Linked DNA regions of Sus scrofa: region 1 is linked to region 2. Evidence: chromatin contacts called from public Hi-C data. All regions are on one chromosome and are shown on one strand. The core of a region is the stretch at or near the end of the contact, and the rest is flanking DNA. Distances in the headings are between cores, read along the strand shown. Region 1 overlaps RAD51B (DNA repair protein RAD51 homolog 2). Region 2 overlaps RAD51B (DNA repair protein RAD51 homolog 2).

The links. Hi-C and Micro-C count contacts between places; a contact is called where the count stands out from the background.
Region 1: a Hi-C map of omental adipose tissue shows a contact between it and region 2, with 1.5 times the contacts expected there. The contact joins two enhancer-like sites. A contact is called at or near these places in 3 of 47 Hi-C or Micro-C datasets (adipocytes, fibroblasts and omental adipose tissue) and 1 of 2 datasets of contacts at active chromatin or transcription factors (alveolar macrophages).

The regions. Positions count from the first base shown.
Region 1 is chr7:92,112,992-92,116,471 of Sscrofa11.1, forward strand. All of the region lies in intron 9 of RAD51B (DNA repair protein RAD51 homolog 2), which reads left to right. The region is part of intron 1 of LOC106507734 (a long non-coding RNA gene); the gene reads right to left. Among named protein-coding and RNA genes, the nearest start is that of ZFP36L1, 380 kb to the right of the region's middle. Within about 2 kb of position 2,095, at least 13 of the 83 cell types and tissues checked have an H3K27ac peak or open chromatin away from gene starts, as enhancers often do. A contact at or near this core is called in omental adipose tissue, where this site is marked.
Region 2 is chr7:91,679,644-91,683,185 of Sscrofa11.1, forward strand. The region is part of intron 8 of RAD51B (DNA repair protein RAD51 homolog 2); the gene reads left to right. Among named protein-coding and RNA genes, the nearest start is that of RAD51B, 89 kb to the left of the region's middle. Within about 2 kb of position 1,523, at least 12 of the 83 cell types and tissues checked have an H3K27ac peak or open chromatin away from gene starts, as enhancers often do. A contact at or near this core is called in omental adipose tissue, where this site is marked.

The DNA of each region.
Region 1 (3,480 bases), core at 845-3,344, 430 kb after region 2:
ATTACTTCACTATAATTTAAATCTCCTCAAGAAGAGTGGCTGATAAAAGATATGCTACTTTAGAAACAAACAAAATAAATAAATAAATAAAAATAAAAACAGTTTCAGAGTTCCCATCATGGCTCAGCAGTAACGAACCCAACCAGTATCCATGAGGATGCAGGTTCGATCCCTGGCCTCGCTCAATGGGCTAAGGATCAGGCGTTGCCATGAGCTGTGGTGTAGGTCAGAGACAGGCTCAGATCTGGCGTGGCTGTGGCTGTGGCAAAGGCTGGCAGCTGTAGCTCTGATTTGCCCCCTAGCCTGGGAACTTCCATATGCTGCAGGTGTGGCCCTCAAAAGACTAAATAAATAAATAGTTTCAAGAAGAAATTTCAAACAGTTGGGGGGGGATAGGATATGTCACTTTAACCCTTCCCAGCTTTCTCCAAAGGCAATGCACACATCTGAGGGGGATTTTTTTTTCCTCTCTAGCAGCCAAGACTATAAAACTATCTGAAATTAAAAGTAAGTGGCTGTATTCCTCTGCCTCAGCCAGGAGAAAAAAGTCACCTGAAAAAATATCAACTGGTCAAAACATCCAATGATGACCATATATAATACTCAAGACTTCCTAGAATCCAGCTCTGGTCCTCTTGCTGCCTCAGATTCTACAAAGAGAGTAGAGAAGCAACGTTCCTACTGAGACAGCTGATGGCCACATTTTGAGCAATTCACTGACTTACGGTGAGCTGGTAGGATGCATGTTGTGGATGAAAACCCGTTTCACAGAAGCATCTTCCTGGCTTCGGTGGAATGAAGCCTACATTTACAAGAAAATGCCTCAGCTTCCCTTCAATGTTTGGGGTTTTGTTTTCTTTGTTTTGGTAGCATTTCCTTAAGGATAGTATGTGTTCTCTCCAGTGAGTGCATTTATTTTTAATTAAAGAATTCTTTTCAAAGGGTCAGGAGACCTAGCTTAGGTCCTTGCTCAGGATTTCTTTGCCATAAATGGAAGGTGGCAGGAGGAGAGCTGTGTTATTGGAGAAGAGAATCAGGGGCGTGGCATCCTGGGCAGCGCTAAAAGCTGTTTCTCTTCAGACACCCTTGTTCTGTCCTTCTCAAACCCATGTTTTCCTCGCTGTCTGAGAACCTTGATCATCCCTGTAAACATGGTGAAGAAATCCTATGCCGTATCCCCTAGAGAATTCTGGTTGATACATGCGTTTAAGAAGGACCCGTTTTTCTTTGTAGAGTCAGCATCTTCATCCCAGTTCAGGAAAATGTCCTATGCGCCGTCTCTGTCAGGGGACCTTACCATCTTGGTTTGCCCAGCACAGTCCCGATGTATCGCTGTTATCCCAATACACTTGCTAAAATGTCCCCATGTCATTTTCAGAAGTGTCCTGGTTGGATGATAACCACTCTATGACTATGGGAAACATAAAGTATTTTCTCCCCACAGGAAAACCAGGGGAGCTGCTTGAGTGGCTTCTGCTGACGCATACCAGTCTTTATCCTAGTGATTAACTAACTTTGTTTCCACCTTCTGCCTGGAGGATTAAGCCATCCCTCACCCTTGCATTCCAGAGGTTCTGATCACCCCACTCTTCTTGTCTTCTTCACATTTCTTACCTTCCTCAGCAATGAGTTTTATTGAAACGTGGACCAGCCTAGGTGTGTTACGCAAGATTCAGCACTGCATTCCCATCTTTCACCTCTAACCAAGAGACCCTGGGAATGAAATCTCCTGCTTTCCCAAAGTGAAGCAGCCTTATTCTTCACGCAGGCCGAATGCCTTCCTCCGTGGACAGATGCTGTTGAGGCAGTTATTGTGTGGTTTCACGCTTCAGATCCTTTATTTGTAAATCTGAAAGAAGACTAATAGCTTTAAAGTATTTTGAGACTCTCAAAGCTCAGAAGATTATAAATAACAAAAGATATTTTTTTTTTCTCAGCTAAAATGGCAGCACAGATACTGTGGTTACTTACTTAATAGATAGCGTGTGGTCCCTGGGCCATGCGCAGCTGATGGTTTTTTTCCAGTGCTCTATTTATAGAGCTAGGTCAGAAATATGACTTCCGTTGGAACTTGACCTACAGACCATTGTCAATTTTAAAGACCTGAGGAAGTAGAGTATATGCTACATACAGCTGGTTCACAGGTTCAGTTGATGAACCACAAGCACCCAAGGAAGTTGATTTTGCTGGAGGATAGGCATCTGAGCCTGTTTCAGTCTCATACATGATACCTTTTCCCTGTGGTCTCACGGAGCTTGTAGGTCATCTTGAATCTTTGTTCGACACATACGCTGTCCTAGGCAGTCTTCCTCCCTTTAATCCCACCTCCACCCTCTTCAGCGTTGGTCCCTGAAATTCTGGCTTTCTGCATCAAATAGAAAAAGAGCTGATGACCCACTAGCAGAAGTAACTTAGGCCACTCTGGGAAACTTGGAAAAAAGCAGATCTAAGTATTTCCCCACTTCATCTTCCTATTGGGGCTAAAAAAGTTCTCAGTCACTTCCTCAGTTCAGATGAATGACCCAACAAAACAACATATGCCGAAGCTCAGCAACTTCCATGGGCCTGGTTTCAAACAGGAGAAACTGAATTTAATGAATGATAATCCCCTTCTAATCCCTACCCTCTCACTCAGACTCCCATCTTTAAGCTTTGTTGTTATGAAGTTGTGTTTGCTGGGGCTTGGCCCCTGGCCAACACATGTTTACCCATCAGAAGGTTTTCGTAGGTAGGAGAGGCCAAGAAAATCCCGAGTCTGGAGAGAAATCTGCTCTTAGGAAAAGGACCAGACGTCTGCACTCACTTTAGGCTTAAATGGGTGCTGGGTAGGGTACAGATATTCAAAGACAGCACATGGAGTATTCTCACACTTCTGGAAAAAGGGAGGGGCAGAACGAGGAACTAATTTCTTGCATTAAAATACCATAAAAGCAAAGTTTTTAGTATAGGCAGGAACTCTGAGATCTTTTTGAACAACCCCTTCTTATCATGGATGAGGAAACTGAGGCTCAGAGAAGCAAGGTGACGGGTCCTTACCAAGGCCTGCCCTGCCATTCTTTGTTACATCATCCTCTTCTCCCACCTGGTCTCATTAAAATCCCACAGCGAAGTCAGAAACAGAACTCCAGGGTCCTGTCTGCTAGCCAGCAGCCGACCATATGCTATCATGCATTATATAGAACAGGCTTCAGGAAGTGAGGACCAGAGATAAGAAAGAGAATGTCAGATCCAATGCTAACATACCATCCCTTTCCCCAAACTTATTTCGGTACCGAAAACATTTGCCAGTATTTTAATTCTTTTTTTTTTCCTTTTTAAAATTTCTTCTCGAGTTTCAATAAGTTGTCTTTCATCTAAAAGGGCAGGAAGGAAAAAAAAAAAAAAAAAAAGGATTTTCCATCGTGGCTTCGTGGTAAGGAACCCGGCTAGCATCCATGAGGACGCGGGCTTCAATTCCCTGGCCTCGCTCCGTGGGTTAAG
Region 2 (3,542 bases), core at 273-2,772:
ACTATTCGGGTTCGTAACTCGCTGAACCACAACGGGAACTCCGTGGGCAAAGTTTTAATAATTCCTCTGTGCCTCAATTTCCTTAACTATAAAATGGAGATAGGGGTTCCTGTTGTGGTTCAGTGGTTAACGCATCCAACTAGGAACCATGAGGTTGCGGGTTTGAACCCTGGCCTCACTCAGTGGGTTAAGGATACGGCGTTGCTGTGAGCTGTGGTGTAGGTCGCAGACGCAGCTTGGACGAAGGCGCGGCTATAGCTCCGATTCAACCCCTAGCCTGGGAACCTCCATATGTCGCAGGTGCAGCCCTAGAAAAGACAAAAAAAATTAAAAATAATAAAAATAAAAATAAAAAATAAAATGGAGATAATACTAATGACAGATGTTTCAAAGGATTGTTGTGAAGATTATATGAGATATTGAGTAAAAAGCACTTGAAACACTCTTTGGCACACAGCATCCCTCAGTCAAACTTTGCCACTGTTATTACTTGTCCCACTAATATATAAAAGTAAGCATTTTGGTCCCTGCCGTGATATTCTTCTGAGTTCAGGCCTATTTAAGAAGAAAGTGAAAAGCAGGAAAAATGATCAGATACGAGAATGTGTATGTGTGTGTGGGTAGGTATTTATGTCTAAACATATTGTATACAAGTATATAATGGGGAAAAAAGCATATCCTCTTTAATTCTCTTAAATTTCTTTGGAATAGGATTTTAAAGTAACATTCTAAATTTACTACATTTTGCCTTTCTGCTGCACTCTGATAAAATAAACAAAAGTGATGTGAGCCTAACAGACACAGTAGATGGCGCTTTAGGCTTAGTTTTTAAAAAAACTGACACCAGAAGGAAAAAGAAAACTAAAGCACATTTTAATGGGCTTTAAAAAATTTTTCCCCACCAGGACAATTTCAACTTAGACTACGTGCCTCTAAAAAGTAAGGATTTTTTTTGGACAAAGATGGATAATAATTTTAGCAAAAATAAATCTCCAGTTGTTTTGTTTGTGCCGGGTTTGTCACTTGGAAAATGTTAGTTGTGTTTTAAGCTACAAATATATAGAGAAGTTGTTTTCTTTTAAAACAGTGTCTTATTTATGTGATTTCCCCCCCTCTTTGTCTCTATATTTACTACTTCTTTTTTTAGGTTTTTTTTTTTTTTTGGCTTTTTATCATTATTTATTTATTTTATGAAAATGTGCTCATAGAATTAATTTGAATCACATCCATCTATAATGCAGTCCTATTTAAAAATTCAACTGTATTTATTCAACTAGACCTCAAAATGTAGGTCTTCCTTAAAGGATACTTACAGTACTTTTGTTACTACTATACTGTGCTTTAAGTACTTGATCTTATTTAACTTTAGCAATAACGCTATGAGGATTGTTATTCTCTTTTTTTTAGATAAATAAACTGTCTCAGAGATGTTTAGTAACTTGCTAAGCTCACGTACTTAATGGTTGAATTAGTAGCTGCTTTAAGAGTTTCATCAGTGCACTGCAGTGGTCTTATTTGAGCAAGTACTATGTCAGGTATGCTAAGCACTGGGCATAGTGATCTGAGCGGCTCAGGGCCCTGCCCTTAGGGACCTTACAGATTGCTAGTATTTTGTAGCATCTCTTTGAAATCCACAAAATTGGGAACAGCTCATGGAGATGCAAAGGTGTATTTCAAAGTCATTGTGATTGTTGGATCAGAGAGTCATTTTGCCAAAGAGAAAGAATGCTGGCTAGCTCGAATATATTGCCACATTAAAATATTTATTTAGGTATCTCATTCTAGCCAAGGGAAGAGCAAGATCTCCCTTCTCTCTCCACCTCTTGACAGTTAAGGCATAAAGTCAACAATAAAAAACAACATAAGCTGAACTGTCTTCCAGATAAGAATCAGGAAGTGTAAGGAAAATATGAGTGTATTAGAATGTCAGATTTTTCTGTTGGTTAAATAGAATTAAAATATCTATAGCAAGAAAGTGTCAGTGGGAGTCTGAGAGAATAATGTAGTTTGTGTACAGTAAGGCCATGGTAACTTCTAGATGGTTTCACTTGTGCCATTTGGTGAGACCTTGTGTGGTACAACTAGGCTAGTGATCCCTGAAATTGCCAAGTGCCCCTTTCATTTGGCGACATTTAATATTTTTCTTTGAAGTGTTTTTTTTTCAAAAGGCTTCACTCTATTATTTTCACATATGATCCCAAGCACCTAAAGGTGTGTATTTGCTGAGGGAACGTTGACCAAGAGTTTTTTTGTTTGTTTGTTTTTTTCTTTTGGGGCTTTACCCATGGCATATGGAGGTTCCCAGGCTAGGGGTAGAATTGGAGCTGTAGCTACCAGCCTATGCCACAGCCACAACAATGTAGGATCCAAGCCTCATCTGCGATCCACACCACAGCTCATGGCAACTTGGTATCCTTAACCCACTGAGTGAGGCCAGGGATTGAACCCACGTCCTCATGGATACTAGTCAGTTTCACTAACTGCTGAGCCATGACGGGAACTCTTCGACCAGGAGTTTTAAATTAAGGTGTATAACTGGGCTTCAGTAAATCTTTAGAACTCCTGAAATTATATAAAATTTTATGTGTATGTACTTAGAAACATTACTTTGGGAAGAAACTCCATAGTCTTCACAAGATACTTAAAGAGTTCTACAACTTAAAAAGTTAAGGATTTTTGTAATTAGGACTTTACCCAAAAGAGTCTGCTGGATTTACTCCAGTTCGGGGTCATGAAAGGAGAGGTATCTTCCCAAAGAGCATTTGGAGAAGGAGGGACTCTTTTGTTCCTTTTAGGGATTTCAGTTTTGAGATTCTGAGTGCATTTGAGATGTGAAAGTATGTGTTTAACAGTGGAGTTTTAAGAACTCTTCAACTCTTAGTAAGATATCCTGATTTTAATTGAGGGATACATTTTGGGACTTCTTTCCAATATAATCTTTTAGTTAAATGAATGGTTTTTTTTTTTTTTTTTTAGAAAATGAAATAGAAAGGGAGTGGGAAAGGGGAGAAAGTTGTTAGACCTTCTTAGTAGAATAAATAACTGAAGAAATTAATTCCTGAAACTTAAATTTTATCACAGGTTAAAGAGGTTCCTTTAGATCAGATAAAAGTCTCTGGTATAAGTTATTTAATAATACAAACTGATTTTTTTTTGTTTGTTTGTTTTGTATACAGGTTTAAGGGGATAGGAGATGTGTATATTTCCCTGTTGTCTCCTTGTCCTAACCTTTGATTATGCTTCACTGAAGAGCAGGTAGTTATAACTTAAACTTATAGTTATGTATTTCTCACTAAGCTGTTACCTGTGGTTCTAGATAGATGAATTAAGAAGTAAAATTAGATTTCTTAATTTGATATATTTTAAGTTCTTTATTTTGATCAGTAATCTTTTAATTCTAGCACTGTCATACATAATAGTATTACCTATCAAATAGGGTATAGTGAGGATTAGACAAAGTAATAAATATAGTTTAGTGCTGTATCTGGGATTAATAAATGCTTAATAAGTTAGCTATTGCTGTATTTGACATCATCATGAAC